Linked DNA regions of Oryctolagus cuniculus: region 2 is linked to region 1. The links are chromatin contacts, called in public Micro-C maps. All regions are on one chromosome and are shown on one strand. The core of a region is the stretch at or near the end of the contact, and the rest is flanking DNA. Distances in the headings are between cores, read along the strand shown. Region 1 overlaps MPP7 (MAGUK p55 scaffold protein 7). Region 2 holds the start of MPP7 (MAGUK p55 scaffold protein 7).

The links. Hi-C and Micro-C count contacts between places; a contact is called where the count stands out from the background.
Region 2: a Micro-C map of ear pinna shows a contact between it and region 1, with 2.7 times the contacts expected there. The contact joins the promoter of MPP7 here to the enhancer-like site in region 1. A contact is called at or near these places in 2 of 6 Hi-C or Micro-C datasets (ear pinna and an unstated tissue).

Annotation. Positions count from the first base shown.
Region 1 is chr13:100,142,651-100,150,537 of mOryCun1.1, reverse strand. The region is part of intron 1 of MPP7 (MAGUK p55 scaffold protein 7); the gene reads left to right. Among named protein-coding and RNA genes, the nearest start is that of MPP7, 45 kb to the left of the region's middle. Within about 2 kb of position 2,972, at least 2 of the 8 cell types and tissues checked have an H3K27ac peak or open chromatin away from gene starts, as enhancers often do. A contact at or near this core is called in ear pinna, where this site is marked.
Region 2 is chr13:100,188,521-100,196,407 of mOryCun1.1, reverse strand. MPP7 (MAGUK p55 scaffold protein 7) reads left to right here and starts at 4,983. Exons shown (of 19, transcript XR_011381720.1): 1 at 4,983-5,201. LOC138845074 (a long non-coding RNA gene) reads right to left here and starts at 4,761. Exons shown (of 2, transcript XR_011381800.1): 1 at 4,561-4,761; 2 at 2,630-2,978.

The DNA.
Region 1 (7,887 bases), core at 1,723-4,222:
AAATGATTTTATTTCATCTGAAAGGCAGAGTTGCAGTCAGAGAAGGAGAGACAGAGAAAAAGAGAGATTTTCCCTCTGCTGGTTCACTCCCCAAATGGCTACAATGGCCAGAGCTGGACCCAGCTGAACCAGGAGCCTGGAACTCCATCCAGGTCTCCCACATAGATGGCAGTGGCGAATTAACAGGAAGCTAGATCAGAAACTGATGGGACACTCATGGCAGGGACTCAATCCCAGGCGCTTAGCCTGCTGCACCACTACGTCCACCCTGCTATTTAACCTTCCTAAGAGTGTTTTATTTTAAAAACATGTTTGTTTGTTTTGATTTATATCAAAGGTGGAGAGAAAGAGAGAGAGGAGATTTTCTACCTACTGGTTCACTGTCCACATTCCTGCAACAGCTGGGGCTGGGCCAGGCCAAGGCCAGAAGCCAGGAACTACATCTAGGTCTCCCATGGGGGTGGCAGGGACTCAGTATGTGGGCCAGCACCTGCTGCCTCCCAGGTACATTAGCAGGGTGCTGGATTGGAAACAGGCTCCATCTCATTCCTCTGCGGGATTGTCAGTATCCCAAGTGGATAACAAGAAAACAATAATAAAAAAAAGTCTTTTTTTTTTTTTTGCCTCAGGTTTTAATTATGTAAGATTTGAATACTCATTATGAAATTTTAAAAAGGACAAAGAATATAGACTAAAAATTTAGTCTCATTTTACATCCCAAACCCCCCACCCTGTTTGACTTTTATTTGTTCATTCATTTTATTTTTTAAGATTTATTTATTTCAAAGAGTTCCAGAGAGAGATTTTCTAATAGTTGGTTCACTCCCAGGTGGCCACAAGGACCAGGGCTGAGGCAGACAGAAGCCAGGAGCTCCATCCGAGTCTCCCACGTGGGTGGCAGGATCCCAGACACTTGGGCCCTCTTCCGCTGCTTTCCCAGGCCATCAGCAGGGAGCTGGATCGGAAGTGGAGCAGCTGAGACTGGAACCGGTGCCCATATGGGATGCCAGCACTGCAGACAGTGGCTCTGTCCCATCCATCACAAGCCGGGCCCCCTCATTTACTTTCTTCTGTAAACTGTTGCCTGATTGGTGGGCATTTGAGCCCCTTACCTTTTGCTTTTCCTGCTGTCAGCCATCCTTATGAGCATGCACGGGTCGCAAAGGCTCTGCAACAGTGTAAGCTCACCTGTAACTTGGTTTTCCGTGAGCATTCTGACCTCCCCTTGAACCTGCCGCGCCCTTGAGTACATTACCTACGTACTGTTGAGGTCTTTGGCCTAATAGACTTTTTTTTTTTTTTTTTTTTTTTTGATAGGCAGAGTGGACAGTGAGAGAGACAGAGAGAAAGGTCTTCCTTTGCCGTTGGTTCACCCTCCAATGGCCGCCGCGCCAGCACGCTGCGGCTGGGGCACCGCGCTGATCCAAAGGCAAGAGCCAGGTACTTATCCTGGTCTCCCATGGGGTGCAGGGCCCAAGCACCTGGGCCATCCTCCACTGCACTCCCGGGCCACAGCAGAGGGCTGGCCTGGAAGAGGGCAACCGGGACAGAATCCGGCGCCCCGACCGGGACTAGAACCTGGGGTGCCGGTGCCACAAGGCGGAGGATTAGCCTAGTGATCCGTGGCGCCGGCCATGCTTAATAGACTTTTATTCCAAACCTAACTGGAAACTCAAAAGGCTGGGGGAGTGTGGGGTTGGCCCTCACCTTGTCTACTTGGGGTCTGCAGAGGTCGGTCCTGTGGCTGCATTTGACCTTGGCTGTGCTTCAACTCCCTCCGTCCACCTTCCCCTCCTCTCCTGCCACTTGCACCCCCGTTGCTCCCATGGCATCGGGATGTGCTCCTTCCCACACTGTCCCACATTCCAGAATTTCTCTTTATACCGTGCCACTGGTGTCTTGTTGACCTGACTTGGGCACAGTCCCGCTTGTCAGGTTGGGGGAAATGGAGCAGGCGTGTCTGTCCGATAAGTAGCATTTTCAGCATTCCATCCCTGGATTCCCAAAGTGGATTTCCGTAGAGTGAGATTTCACTGGTCCCCAAACAAGTAAGATGCAGACTGTTTAGGATACTGCTAACGTCTCCCAGAACTCCCAGAACACAGGTGTTCATTCTATAAACTTGAGCGAGTGCTCTCTTGGATCCAGAAAAATGTCCCATTGAGCTCTGTGATTGGCGTTTTGTTATAATAGGCAGAGAAAAAATAGTTCCATAATAAGCTTGTAGAGTTAAGAAGAAAAGAGTCTTTATCCCTTTTCTATACATTTTTTTTAAACTTAGTTCCTTGGCATATAGAACAATGAGGACACAATAATCCAGAGGCTAGGGACAGTTGTGGTGCAGCAGGTTTAGCTGCTCCTTGGGACACCCGCATCCCACATCAGAGTACGAGGTTTGAGTCCTGGCTACTCCCCGCTCCTAATCCAGCTTCCTGCTAATGTGCCTTGTGGGCAACGGCAGATGGCCCAAGTACTTGGTTCCTGCACCCACGTGGGAGACTTGGATGGAGTCCATGGCTCCTGACCCAGCCCTGGCTGTTGCTGTTATTTGGGGAATGAACCAGTGGGTAGAAGACCTCTCTCTGCCTCTGCCTTTGTCTCTGTCTCTCCTCTCTTTATCACACTGCTTTGAAATAATTAAGTAAAGAAATAATCTTTAAATATTCAGAGCACAGAAGGGATAAAATGCAGCAATCCCCAGTTTCCATTTTACAACAAGTTCGTGTTTGTTAGTTGATACAGCTTCCTTCTAGAATCTTCCTTCTCTGCCACTATTCGATACTTGTTCTCAGAGCCACAATCCAGAGCTGTTTCATAGTTTGCCCCGTAGGAGGTTCTCCCCTTCATTTTGTGCAGATTTCTGGATTGCATGGGTTCTCCTCGAAGTTGTGTGTGTTCGTGCATGCCTGCGTGTGTGTGTGCGTGCGTGTGTGTTGGGGCACGCAGCCTGGTTCCCCGCCAGTGCTGAGCTGCAGTGAGTAAGGTGGCAAGTTTCGTCTTGTTTCAGCTCTCAGCCATTCTTGTGGTTGTGAGACGCACCCACCTTGTAGATAGCAGATTTGTTCTGCCCAAGCTTTGGTTCTGAGCTAGACCTGATTTCTAGTTATCTGTGTCATCCTTATTAGTTACATTTTGGATACATCTGCTGGGTAGGTTTTAGTAATTAGTCTCTCTTTTTTGCCTGTTATTTAAGGAACCGATTTTGGAATTCTTGGTACTAAAAAAGATAAGATCAAGCGGTTAGCTCAGGATGAGTCAGTACAGTTTCATTAGTTGCATTTGGCGTACTGTTGCAAAATTACTACTTAAGAGCAAGAAGACAATCCCTCGCCGGAACCTTTGTTACCGTAATGGCCTTCCTGAACAAGCTTTTATCTTCTTGGGCCCTTTCTTCCCTCTTTCCCATCCCAATTTGTTCTTGAGGGATTAGGACAGAGAACGCTTAGTGCTCCAGCAACCCAACACTGCCATTTAGCCAGCTGCTCCCGACTTGCACAGCTATGATTTCACTGCCAGCGATTTTAGCTAGTTTGTGAAATTAGCAGCCTTAGAATAAATGTTCCCCCCGCGGTTTACAGGAGAGGAAAAAAGAGTCTTTTTGAGACACGGTCACAGTGTCTTAGTCCAAGGAGATTTTATATCTGTATCTATCTATATGTATAGATATATATCTATAGTGCAATTGAAGATAATTCACAGAGGAGTGGATAAAGCAGAAATAGCCCATGTGAGGTCTCCAGGGGTCATGCTGTGTCACATGCAGTGAGAAGTTAAGGAAGTGGATTTTGTTGTTGTGAATTTTCACAGCAGCCGGGGGTGGGGGGAGTGGGGGTGGGGGTGGGGGGGGGAGTGGGGGTGGGGGGTGTGTGTGTGTGGTGGAGGAGTGGGGGGTGGGGAGGAGAATTGTGAGCGTTTCTCCACCAGGGTCTTCGCAGGGTTCCTGGGTGTAGACATCGAGGTGTGCTGTCTTTTCTCTTTCTCTTTTCTTGAGGTTGGCCCCAGGTCTCAGGTGCTGAGAGATCAAAGTCCTCCCGGTTTGTAGGTCTCCCTCATCTTTGTAGTTTTTTGTGCTTATCTCCTGAGCTCTCCTGGCTGCCTCTTCTCACTCTGGCAACCTGGGGGGTGGGGGGGGTGGGGGGCATTTGTGGCCACAAATCCTTCTGTCATTGCTGTCACTTTCCCCTGGAGGGCTTATCTTTTACGGAAAATCAGAAACCATCCGGATCTTCAAAGAAATGCAGATCAGACAGATGAGAAGATCTCCTTTCTAGGAAGTGCAGCAGCTGCTAGCCTGGGGGTTTCAGCCCTGGGGGGGGGGAGGGAGGGAAGCTTTTGCTGGTTGACGTCACTTAAACAGGTTCCACTTTTAAAGAGCCCTAAGCCTGTTGATCTCCTCCTTAAGCGTTGATGTGGTTGCCCTCTGATGCTGGGTTGTTTCTTGCCTTTTTTTTCTGCTGAAGAGGACAGTGACTTCCCCGCAGGTTGCCTGCAGAGCGGCCAATCTGGATGGGAGACCGAGAGATGCCAGTTTCCCGTGGTACAACCCAGGCTTCAGTGAGACCTGGTTTTCACACCTGTTAGAAAGCTGGGACATTCCTAGTCTTCCTGCTGGCTTAAAAACTTTTTTTTTCCCAAATAGTCTTAAAATTTATTTGATTTTTATTTATTTGAAAGTGTGTGTGTGTGGGGGGGGGGATGTCTTCGTTGTACCCCCCACCAACCCTCCCCCCACCCAGTTCACTCTCCAAACACCTACAACAACCAAGCTGAAGCCAGGAGCCTAAAACTCCATCCGGGTCTCCCATGTGGGTGGCAGGAGCCCAAGTCCTTGGGCCATCACTGCTGCCTCCCAGGAGGCAGTGGAGCGGGGACTCCTCCCTGGCGGCTGGGGGCATCCTGACTGCTCATTCGGTTCCACCTCTCCTCCCTTTCGCGAGGGAAGAAACCTCGCGCTGATTACAGCGAAGACAGCTCAGATGGCCTCTGTCGGAAACCTCGGCCGCCACGGCCCAGCTTGAACTCCTGAAGCTAGGAACAGAACCGCACAGTTCCGTCTCCATCTGCAGAGCCTGAAATTCAGAAGTGGGATTGATCTTAGGATAAGGACATCCGGATGGGTATGCTTGTCATCTGGCATTCTCCATTAATAAGCCATGTAGGCTCTTGCCACATGTTAACAGAATTCTGAATACTGGCACAAATAAACCAGGCATTGTGGTAAGTTTTTAAGCTTTTTATTCAGTGAGAGCAATGCCTAGGAGAGTGTCGGCCCTATCTGAGAGAGAGAGAAATCTGGATTCATACCGAGCATAGAAGCCAGCCACGTTGAGGAGCATGCAGGCCGGGAAGCCTGGAAGGGCTGGGCCCACCATGTTCCAGGCCTTTAATCCACTTCCAAAGGGGAGTGGTTAATTAGACTGATTGGCAGGTGGGCACACAGGTGTGGCCAGGTAGGGGCATGAAGTCACACAGGGGGTGTGGTGAAGGCATGGTCTTCCAGCTCACAAACCTAGTAACCAATTTTATCCTATATGCCTGCCTACAACGCAAGCACTTTGGCCACCTTCCACTGTTTTCCCAGGCCAGTAGCAGGGTGCTGGATCAGAAGTAGAGCAGCTAGGACTCGAACCGGTGCCCGTATGGGATGCTGGTATTGCAGGCGACAGCTTTACCCACCACACCACAGTGCCAGTCCCCAATAATTATGTGATAGCTAACAGCAGTGTGCAAGTCATGTCCCCAAAGGAAAGTCTCGCAAAGCTCCAGGCCCATTGTCGTGTCTGCAGTGGAGTTAGTGTTAGTTTCTGAAATCGCAGAGGCAAAGCTGAAAACCAGACCAGGAACTGGCTTAAGCAAGTCTAGGCTAAAAGTCAAAGACGAGAGAAGTCTCTGAAGTTTGAATAGAGGGTGCTGGGGAATGTGGAGGGGCCTCAGGTGGGTGGTGCAGGCGTGCCAATGCCAAAACACCTTAGTTCCCTGCAGATGTTGCGGGTGCAGTGGTAACTACAAGAAACGCTTCTTCCGTTACATTTCAATGTAAGTCGATCAACGCACTGTTGCACACCTGTTTGATTATTTCCTAGGGTAGATTTCTACAAATTAAATTAGTGGATCAGAAATTATTACATTTCCAAAACTATAACGTATTACCATATGGTTTCTTTTTTAAAATAAAAAAGTCATCTCCTCGAATTAAGTCCATATTAAATGTCTACTTTTATTGCCAAATTCTGTATTTATCAGCAGTGTATATTCTTTGAGCCTTCACAGACTTTTTTTTCCAAAGCTAGGGAGGGAATGTTTCTCTTAAGGTTAACTTACTTTTCCTTTTGATAAATAAAATGATGGCGCCCTCTGCTGATTTTGAAAGGAATTGCTGCATAGCAAATGATAACAGATTTGTAAAAGAGCATGTGCGTTTCTTTTTCCTTATTTTAAAGATTTATTTATTTGAAAATTGGAGAGACAGAATCTTCCACCTACTGGTTCACTCCCCAAATGGCTTCATCACCCAGGACTGGGCCAGGCTGAAGCCAGGAGCCAGGAGCTTTTGGGTCTCCCAGGTAGGTACCTGGGGCCAAAGCACTTGGGTCATTCTCTGCTGCCTTCCCAGGCCATGAGCAGGCAGCTGGATGGGAAGTGGAGCAGCTGGGACATGAACCAGCGCCCATATGGGATGTCAGCACTGCAGACAGCAGTTTAACCTGCGGTGCCACACCGACAACTCCATGTGCGTTTCTGATTACCCTCGTACTGGCCGTGTGGCTAGTTTTGGGCACACCGCCTGGTGCCAGGGGTTCTGATGGCATCCATGGGTTAAACCCACTCTCAGAAGCAGGCAGGGAACCACAGGGGACCAGTCCACAGAGACGTGACATGGCATTCCTGCTCAGGGATGGCGTCGTGCAGCAAATTCGAGGGTAGGCACCAACGTGAGAGACAGGCAGGCTCAGAGGGCATGTCACCACGCGTGTCATCGCAGGGGGGCTGCCGAGCCACCGCTGGGTTTGCTAGGGAGATGAAGTTAGGATTTTGGGGTGCAGAGCATGGTTCCGGTACACGCAATGAGAGGAACACAGAGGCTTGGGTTTACCATGATCAGTTAGCAGTTATGTGCAGTGGGTTAAAACAGGAAGCTTAAACGTCTTGATCAATATGCAGAGACTGGTTCTCACGGGGAAAAGCCCGACTTGATACGGAGTTGTGCGTATTACACGTGAGTGGTGCTTTGAGAACACGTGTTTCATCATTGTTGATAGCTTCAAAAATACACGTGTAAATATGCGCAGACACAGCCATTGTGTGCTGTACTTAGTGTAACTTTTTAAGGCTGGCCTTTGAAAATACTTAATTATAAGTTCATTATTATGACATCAATATTTAACAAACTGGAATTGATTTTTGGGAAGCTTAACAAACTGGAATTGATTTTTATTTGAGGTTGTATTTTTATTTGAGGTTGGGGAGAGGTCTTTTATCAGCCCATTTACTTTTATCTGCCCAATAGCTAGGTCTGGGGTCAGGCTGAAGCCAGGAGCCAGGGACTCCACCTTGGTCTCCACGTGGGTGGCAGGGGCTCAGGCACTTGGGCCACCTTCTGCCGCCTTGCCAGGCACATTAGCAGGGAGCTGGATTGGAAGTGGAGCAGCCGGGACTTGAACTGGTGCTCACTGTGGGATGCTGGCTTCGCGAGGGATGGCTTAACCTGCTGTGCCACCATGCAGGCCCTGAAAGCTTGTTTTTCGACAGCTCTGGTGCAGAGTCTAGGAAACTGATGAAGCTAGACGGTTTGGGTGATCTGTGTTGTCCAGTCGGTGTTCGCTGGTACCCAGCTTCCTCGCAGATGCTTCTAGCAAGGAAAGAACAGTTGCATTAAACCACGCAGCA
Region 2 (7,887 bases), core at 3,734-6,233, 44 kb before region 1:
CAAGTGCAGGTCTCTAGGGACATCAGACATTCCCCCAGGAGCAGGGACGTGCAAGCTGTAGTCACTGGCCAGGCTCAGGAGGCCAACTGTCTTGGCCACAGCTCCAGGTGGCATGAACACGCTGTCCCTAGAGTCTTTTCCCCTCGCATTGCACAGGAGCTTGGAGGACATCTGAGGGGTGGGGGAGAGGAGGAGCCCTTTCTTCTTTATGGCCCAGGGAACGTTGGAATCGGGAGCCTGGCTGCAAAGTTGGGGTAGGCCTATGCTGCTTGAAGCGTTGATCACAGTCGTGACCTTTGAGTATAAATCGATGACCTTAAACACAGCGTGCGTCCTAAACTGACCAAAGGATCTTTATGGCCCGAGCGCCACCAGGAAAGTGAAGCGTTTGTCTAAGTTCATCAGGACGGGGCGCAGAGCTCCCCTGCCTGCTTCCCTCCCACTCGCCCTACTCTCTGGTCTCGTCTGAGCCAGGGACAGTGGGCTGCTCACTGGCACTCTCCAACGTGGCAAGTGCATTTGCTCTCTGCAATGAGTTGAGGTCAAGAGGTGCACTTCAGACAGGGACAAGGCAAGCCCAGGGAAGAGCCGTAGGGCAACGCCAAGCTGAAGCCAGCAGGGACAAGGGCAGTGGTCTGGGCGCCGAGTGGAGGAGACAGATTGCTGGTCACCACCATGACCTTTGGCCTCAGTGCCTGGGTCTTGATTTGACTGTAAAAAGCGGTGAAGGCTTCCACAGAGCAGGATATGAAGTCCTATTCAATGGGGACTGAAAAGTCGGGGCACAATGTGTGCCTATCCGGTAAAGTGCCCTTGCCTCTTCTCCAGGGAATCCCTGCCCCCTGGTGGGGACAGAGCCTGGCAGCTATGCCCCGCCCCCTGCACCCCATCCCTCATCATGGGTGATGGGGTGGGGGCAGCTGAACCAACTGTATTTTCTCTCCATAGAATCTGGGATTAGGGGGGCCAGCACTGTGGCATGGTAGGTTAAGCCTCTGCCTGTGGTGCTGGCATCCCATATGAGCACTGGTTCAAGTCCTGACTGCTCCACTTCAGACCCAGCTTCCTGCTAATGGCCTGGGAAAAGCAGTGGAAGGTGGCCCAAGTGCTTGGGCCCTTGCACTTGCATGGCAGACCCAGAAGAAGCTCCTAGCCCCTGGCTTCAGATTGGCGCAGCTCCGGCTGCTGCAGTCATTTGGGGAGTGAACCAGTGGATGGAAGACCTCTCTCTTGGTCTCTCTCTCTCTCCCTCCCTCTCTCTCTCTCTTTCTCTCTCTCTCTCTGTCTGTAACTCTGCCTCTCAAACAAATAAATCTTAAAAAGAAAAAGAACCTGGGATTAGGTCAAGGATATGGGAAGCTCTGTCACACAGACATAGGGGTCATGAAAACTTGTTTATTTTTAAGATTTATTTATTTATTTGAAAGGCAGAGAGAGAGAGAGAGAGAGAGAGAGAGAGAGAGAGAGAGAGAGAGATGGATCTTCCATCTGCAGGTTCACTCCCCAAATTCCTGCAACAGCCACGGCCAAAGCCAGAAGTCAGAAACTCCATCTGGGTCTCTCACGTGGGAGGCAGGGACTCACATACTTGGGCCGTCCTCTGTTGCCTCCCAGGTGCATTAGCAGAGAGCTGGATGAGAAGCAGAGCAGCTGGGACTCGAAAAATGGGAGGCGGTATTGCAAGCTGTGGCTTAAGTCGCTGTGCCACAAGCCAGCCCAGACAGTGAGACTTCAGAGCAGAAACGTAGACAGTACACCAGGTTTGGAGACACACAGAACCCAGCTGAGGCTGCCTCATGGTTTAGCAGGTCCCGGCTCCCGGCCTACCTGAGGACAGACTTACTATTTGTCGTTGCAACTTTTGGCTTGCCTGCGATTATCAGCTGGGCAGGCTGAGATACTTGGACACACCCTGGCTTCCAGCATTTTGTCTTTGTGGCCCTGCCACAGGACCTTCTCAGTGTCTGCTAGTGTTGGAAGGTCAACTGATGAAGATGCAGAAAGCTATGCCAGAGAGGAGAAGACAAGGCTAAACAGAGAGTCGATCTCTCTTCCAGGGGCTTCTGCCCACGTGGGAGACCCGCACTGCAGGCAGCAGTTTCACCCACCACGCCACAGCGCTGGCCCCACACATCACTTTCTTCCTGCCTCCGTTTCCCTGTGCCCTGCAGCTTTGTCAAGCTGGTGTTTCCGTGTTGAGGTGGCATTTCACATCTCTTTTCTCCCTGAAGTGTTTTGGAAGTCTGTTTCCGTTCTTCCGGTTGCTTTTTTCTCCTCTCCTTTGTCCTCTCCGCTCTGTGAGTTTATCTGTTTCCCAGTTCCAATCTGTCTCCTCACAAGCACAGCTTCAAGTCTGTCTTGTTTAAGGCTGCACTCTGAGTGCTTAGTATCAGGTGATCGATACGGGTTGCATGTTTGACAAGTAAATGAATAATCTCAGAGATAAATGATTTTATCCCAAAGAAAGGATGTTAATGGTGGAATTTCAGGCAATGTTATAGAAAAAAAAAACTCTTGGGTGGTATTCTTTTGAATTTGTTCATAGTAGGCAATGCTAAATTCTTCCTTTCCCCACTTTGTACATAATTTTAAAAATATTTGGATATTAACTCTAATTCACCTGCTCAGATTTCTTTTTTTTTTTTTTAGATTTATTTATTAATTTGAAAGGCAAAGTTACAGAGAAGCAGAGAGAGCAAGAGGTCTTCCATCTGCTGGTTTACTCCCCAGATGGATGCAAGGGTCGGATATGCGCTGACCTGAAGCCAAGAGCCAGGGCCAGGAGCTTCTTCCGGGTCTCCCATCCAGGTGCAGGGGCCCAAGGACTTGGGCCATCTTCTACTGCCTTCCCAGGCCATAGCAGAGTTGGATCGGAAGTGAAGCAGCTGGGCCTGGAACCAGCGTCCACATGGGATGCCGGCAGTGCAGGTGGCAACTTCATCTGCTATGCCACAGAGCCAGCCCCTGGAGTTCCTGTTCTAATACAAATTTTTGAGCTACTGTTTAGGTTTCTGTTTAAGAGTTTTTTTTTTTTTTTTTAAGTTCATTGTTAGGTACTAAGGTCATTTTTTTTTTCCAAAGAGCTTTACTTTATTCTCAGGAATTAAGAGGAAATAAAAAAATTTGTCCTGTTTTTTGACTCAGCTTCTGTGGTCTTTGTTTTTTGAGAGGCAGAGAGACAAAGAGCTCCCATCCTCTTCTCTCCCCAAATGCCCATTAACAGCCAGGCTGTGGGTGGCAGGCACCCAACGACTTGGGCCGGCACTGCTGCCTCCCAGAACCTGCACCAGCAGAAAGCTGGGATAGGGAGTGGAGCTGGGACTTGGACCGAGGTAGCGGATGTGAGTGTCCACACGGGGCCAAACACTTGCCCCCGGAATGTGCTTTTGATGCTCCTCAGCTAACAGGGGTGTCTGGAAGTCAGGCAGGGCTGGTTTTCCAGAGGTCAGAGCTGGGACTGGAAGCCGGGCACTTTGGCAAGGGAGGCAGGCATTGTCACTGCCGGGCCGGCTGCTGGCCCCCAGCCTCACTTGGTGTAGATGTCAACCGCAGATTCCTCTCTTTTCCCTAGGCTTGATTTTCGTCAACCGCCTGTTTCTTTCCCCCTTCACTATTATGCAATTCCCAGAGTTGTTGGGGGAGGTGCCTGGCTTAGAACTCCAAGGCAGCTGGAGAGAGTGAGGGCAGGTGGGGTTGGAGAGCTCAGATGAGTGTAATTATGGGCCATTGATACTGGCCGTTTGGTTTCCAAAGTCTGTTGTCACGTTTTTGTTTTAATACATTATTTCTCCTGCTTAGCACTATTCAGAAAAAAACCCTTTTTTTGGATGCTTGTATTTATTTGAAAGGCAGTGTGGGGGAGGAGGGGAGAGAGAGGGAGGAGGGAGAGGCAGAGAGAGAGAAAGGGAGAGGGAGAATGAATCACATATCTGCTGGTTCACTCCCCCCAGATGCCCACAATGACCAGGGCTGGGCCGTGGGGTGACCAGGAGCCAGAAATCCCATCCAGGTCTCCCCCATGGGTGGCAGGGGCCCAAGCACCTGGGCCACCCTCTGCTGCCTCCCAGGTGCACAGGGGCTGGTAAAGGCTGTCACTTTCTTGTCTTCCTTGTAATTTCCGGCTTCAGCTGAGCTTCCCGATTTGTATCTGCGGAATTTCTTTCTGCAGCTTGACTTCTTCCTGGCAGGTTTTTTTTTCGCGGCCTTTGCAGGCTTTTGCTCTCCTTGGCTCACATTTGCAGGGCTTTTCAAGGGGCCGAAGGGGTTGACTGTTCATGGTTTTTGGTGGCCCCCAGGTGTCCAGCACGTTGACTGTTACTGTACTGAGGAGGAACCCGTCCCCTGGAGACCCTCCTCCCAATTTTTAACATTTTTTAATTAAAAAAAAGTTTTTTTTTTTACCATTCTCTATGTCTTACAAATTTTTTTTTACCGTTCTCTATACTTACTCATTTTTCTATTTGTTTTTACTATTCTCTATACTTCTCTAATTTTTTTTTTTCTGATTACGAAGAGATGCAGGCTCACTAAGGATCTAAGCAGCCACGTCACCTATCTCACCTGGGTGACAACACCTGCAAGGCTGCGAAGCCTCGGGCGGCGTTTCCAACAACGCCATTCTCCGCGTTCACACGCAGCTCTACGGCCAGCGGGCGAGCGAAGCTGGGGGGTCCTGGGCTCCCCCAGACAAGCAGCGCACCCCACAAAGGCCCGGGAACCTGCGGGAAGAGAACCGGGCGGCCGGGGGGCGGAGTTAGCGCTGACTGCGGCTGGGAGGGCGGAGCCTCACCGCCGTCACCAATCAGGGCTCCGCTTTGTTTTCTCCGCCCGGCCAATGAGGGAGTTCCACCGGAGGGGCTGTCTGCGAATTTGAGACGCCCACCGTGGCCGCAGCCTATCAGCAGGCGCCTCTGACGTAGCGTCCGCGAGGCTCCCGCCCCCCGCGGGCGGCTGCGGCCACGCCCCCGCGGCCTCGGCACCGCCCCCCCGAGGGAGGGGGCCCAGGCGGTTCCTCCCCGGGCTGGAGGTGGGGGCCGCCGGGCTGCCGCCGGGCTCCAACGTCTGCGCCCGCCGCGGAGTCGCCGAGCCCGCGGGCTGCTGATTGTTCCCTTTGGCGGCGCCTCCGGAGCTGCGGGACCCGGGGACTCGCAGCGGCCGGAGCGAGCGCGCTCCCCCACAGACCACCGCCCGCCGGGAGCCAGGTACTTGGGGGGCGCGCGAAGCCGAGGCGCGGGGTCGGCGCCCGGGTTTGCAAGGTCGGCGGCGGCCGGGCCGAGCGGGGCGGCGGGGCCCCTCGCCCTCCGGGAGCCTCTCCCGGCGCCGGCACCTTGCGCGGCGGTGGGGGTGGGGTGGCGCGCGTGCAGGTGCGGGGCTCCGCGGGACGCGGGCGCGGGCTCCCGGCGGGTGGGAGAGCCGGGAGCCGGGAGCGGGGAGCCGGGGAGCCGGGTGCGGTGTGTGTGTGCGCCTATTTCTTCCCCGCCTCGGGTCGTGTTGAGGCGCCCTGCGGCGTGCGGGGTGCTCGCTGACGTCTTCCACTCGTGCGCTGCGGTTAGAAACTCAAAGCGGCCTTTCCCGCGAGCTGGCCCGGGGGCTTCCCCCGGCGTGGACCCCCGTGGCGTGGCTCGCCTGTGGGTGGGCGGGGCGTGGGCGCCGCCCCGGGGGACACCTGGCCCTCCCCGGGTGTGCCCGGGTACACCTGCGCCCAGGTACACCTGCCACCCGGGCGGCGATACTTTGCCCGTGGTGGAGTATCAGCGAGTTTGCCTCACGGAGGGAGAAGCCCCACGCGCAGGGTGTCTGCAGCGGTGGCCCCCGGGGAGAGACAGCGTGCCGTCCACGCGGGTTCACTTGGGTCCCGCGAACTGCGTGTCCCTGGAGGGCGTCTCCCGGAGACGCTCAGGGCTGTGCGCTCCTGGTGAGGCCCATTTCACAGCTGACAGCTCCGCAGGCCTCGGATTCCCGCCCTGTTTGACCCCTGAGCGCCTTTAATCCCAGGGCTGGGCCAGGGTTCCCACAGCCCAGCTGAGCTCCTACAGCCAGGTCTGATCACGTGGGTCCAGGTGATTTGCAAGTAAAGAAATCCTGGTTCTTAGGGCTTGTTCCCTTGTCTCTCCCCCCACCCCCGCCACCCCACCCGCAGTTTGCTAAGATGTTTGGAATTTCACCAGAAAGGTAATTTTCCACACAGGCAAAAAGAATCCAAACCAAACACAACTTAGTGTTCTTGTGTGCAAATCTGTGTTTTAAATTTTGGGAAGTTTACGTGGTCTGGCTTCTGAATTGACTTGAAATAGTATGGTAAACGCGGATGGAGCCTACTGCACTTTGACTTCTGGCTTTGGTGTGCGAAGTCTCGATGTTTGTAGAGGGCGGAAAGAATAATTTCCTAATTGGAATAACTCAAGGGTGTGTGGGGGTCAGGGTGGAGCTGGCGTCCACGCTGGGGTGATGTCAAGGTTTCGGAAGCTCCAGGGTACTGCTGGGTTATCCGCCCACTAATGTGATTAGTTATAGGAACAAGGGCGTGCCTTGTGGATGACTGGATGGGAACTCCACTGAGGGGGAAGCAGTCCCTAGTTTGCCCCCAACCCGTGCAGTCTGTTATGTGTTGCACGCACATTTTGGCATAACTTCCGCAGGCCTGTGGGTGTAGCTCTGCCTTGATTTCCCTGCTGGCTTATTTATGCTTGGTCGCCTTTTCCTTAACGTTTTACTCTCCTGTCAAGTTAAAGCTGCCAGCGCCCAAGCACACATTTCCATTAAGAATCCTGCCGCGTCTGTTAAAGGAAACAGTTCTTCTCCTGGTGACTCCAGCCTGGTCATCCAGTTTCTGTTGGTGAAGTACTTGCCTGGATTCTTGCCTCACAGCCCCCAGATGCTCCCTGATTTTCAAGGATTCTGATTTGTTTCTTCTCCCTCTTTGCCCTCCCTCCCCCTCCCTCCCCCCCTGTCTCCATTAAAATTAATCAATCACAACATGACTTGGCTTCCATTAGAGGGTGCACTGGATGCTGCTAATTGGAGATTTCAGATAGTTTTTTTTTCCCCTCTTTTTCAAGATTTTATTTATTTATTTGAAAGAGAGAGAGAGATTGAAGGAAGCTTCTCCTGCTGGTTCACTCCCCAAGTGGCTGCAACAGCCAGGACTGAGCCAGTCTGAAGCCAGGAGCTTCTTCCAGGTCTCCCACATGGGTGCAAGGGCCCAAGCACCTGGGCCGTCTTCCACTGCTTTCCCAGGCCACAGCAGAGAGCTGGATCGGAAGTGGAGCAGCTGGAACCGGCGCCCATATGGGATTCACCCGCTATGCCACAGCACCGGCCCCCAAGACGATTCTTTTTCTTATAAACATCTCATGGTCAGAGATGCAGACATACTGCAACATATCTGTCATCACTGCACTCAGAATTGCCATGAGTACCTTTGTCCCTTCAGGGGATTTTCTGAAATGAGATGATGTGGAAGGAACAAGTAGCTTAACTTAAAGTAAAGGAAATTGTTAGTAATTTCAGAAAAAGCCCCTGCTAAAAAGCTCTTTAGTTCTCCCTGTGGGTCAGGAACCCAGATCAGAATGTAGATTTATTTGTCTTTATTATGCATTCTTATATATTTTTAAATGGATTGTGTTTTATTTAAATCTACATTTTTAAGGATTTATTTATTTGAAAGAGTGATGGGGTGGGGGAAGACAGAGTGAGACAATTTTTTTTTAAAGGTTTATTTATTTACTTGAAAGTCAGTTACACAGAGAGAAGGAGAGCAGAGAGGCAGAGAGAGAGAGGTCTTCCATCCGCTGGTTTACTCCCCAATTGGCTGCAACAGCTGGAGCTGCGCTGATCCAAAGCCAGGAGCTAGGAGCTTCTTCCAGGTCTCCCATCCAGGTGCAGGGG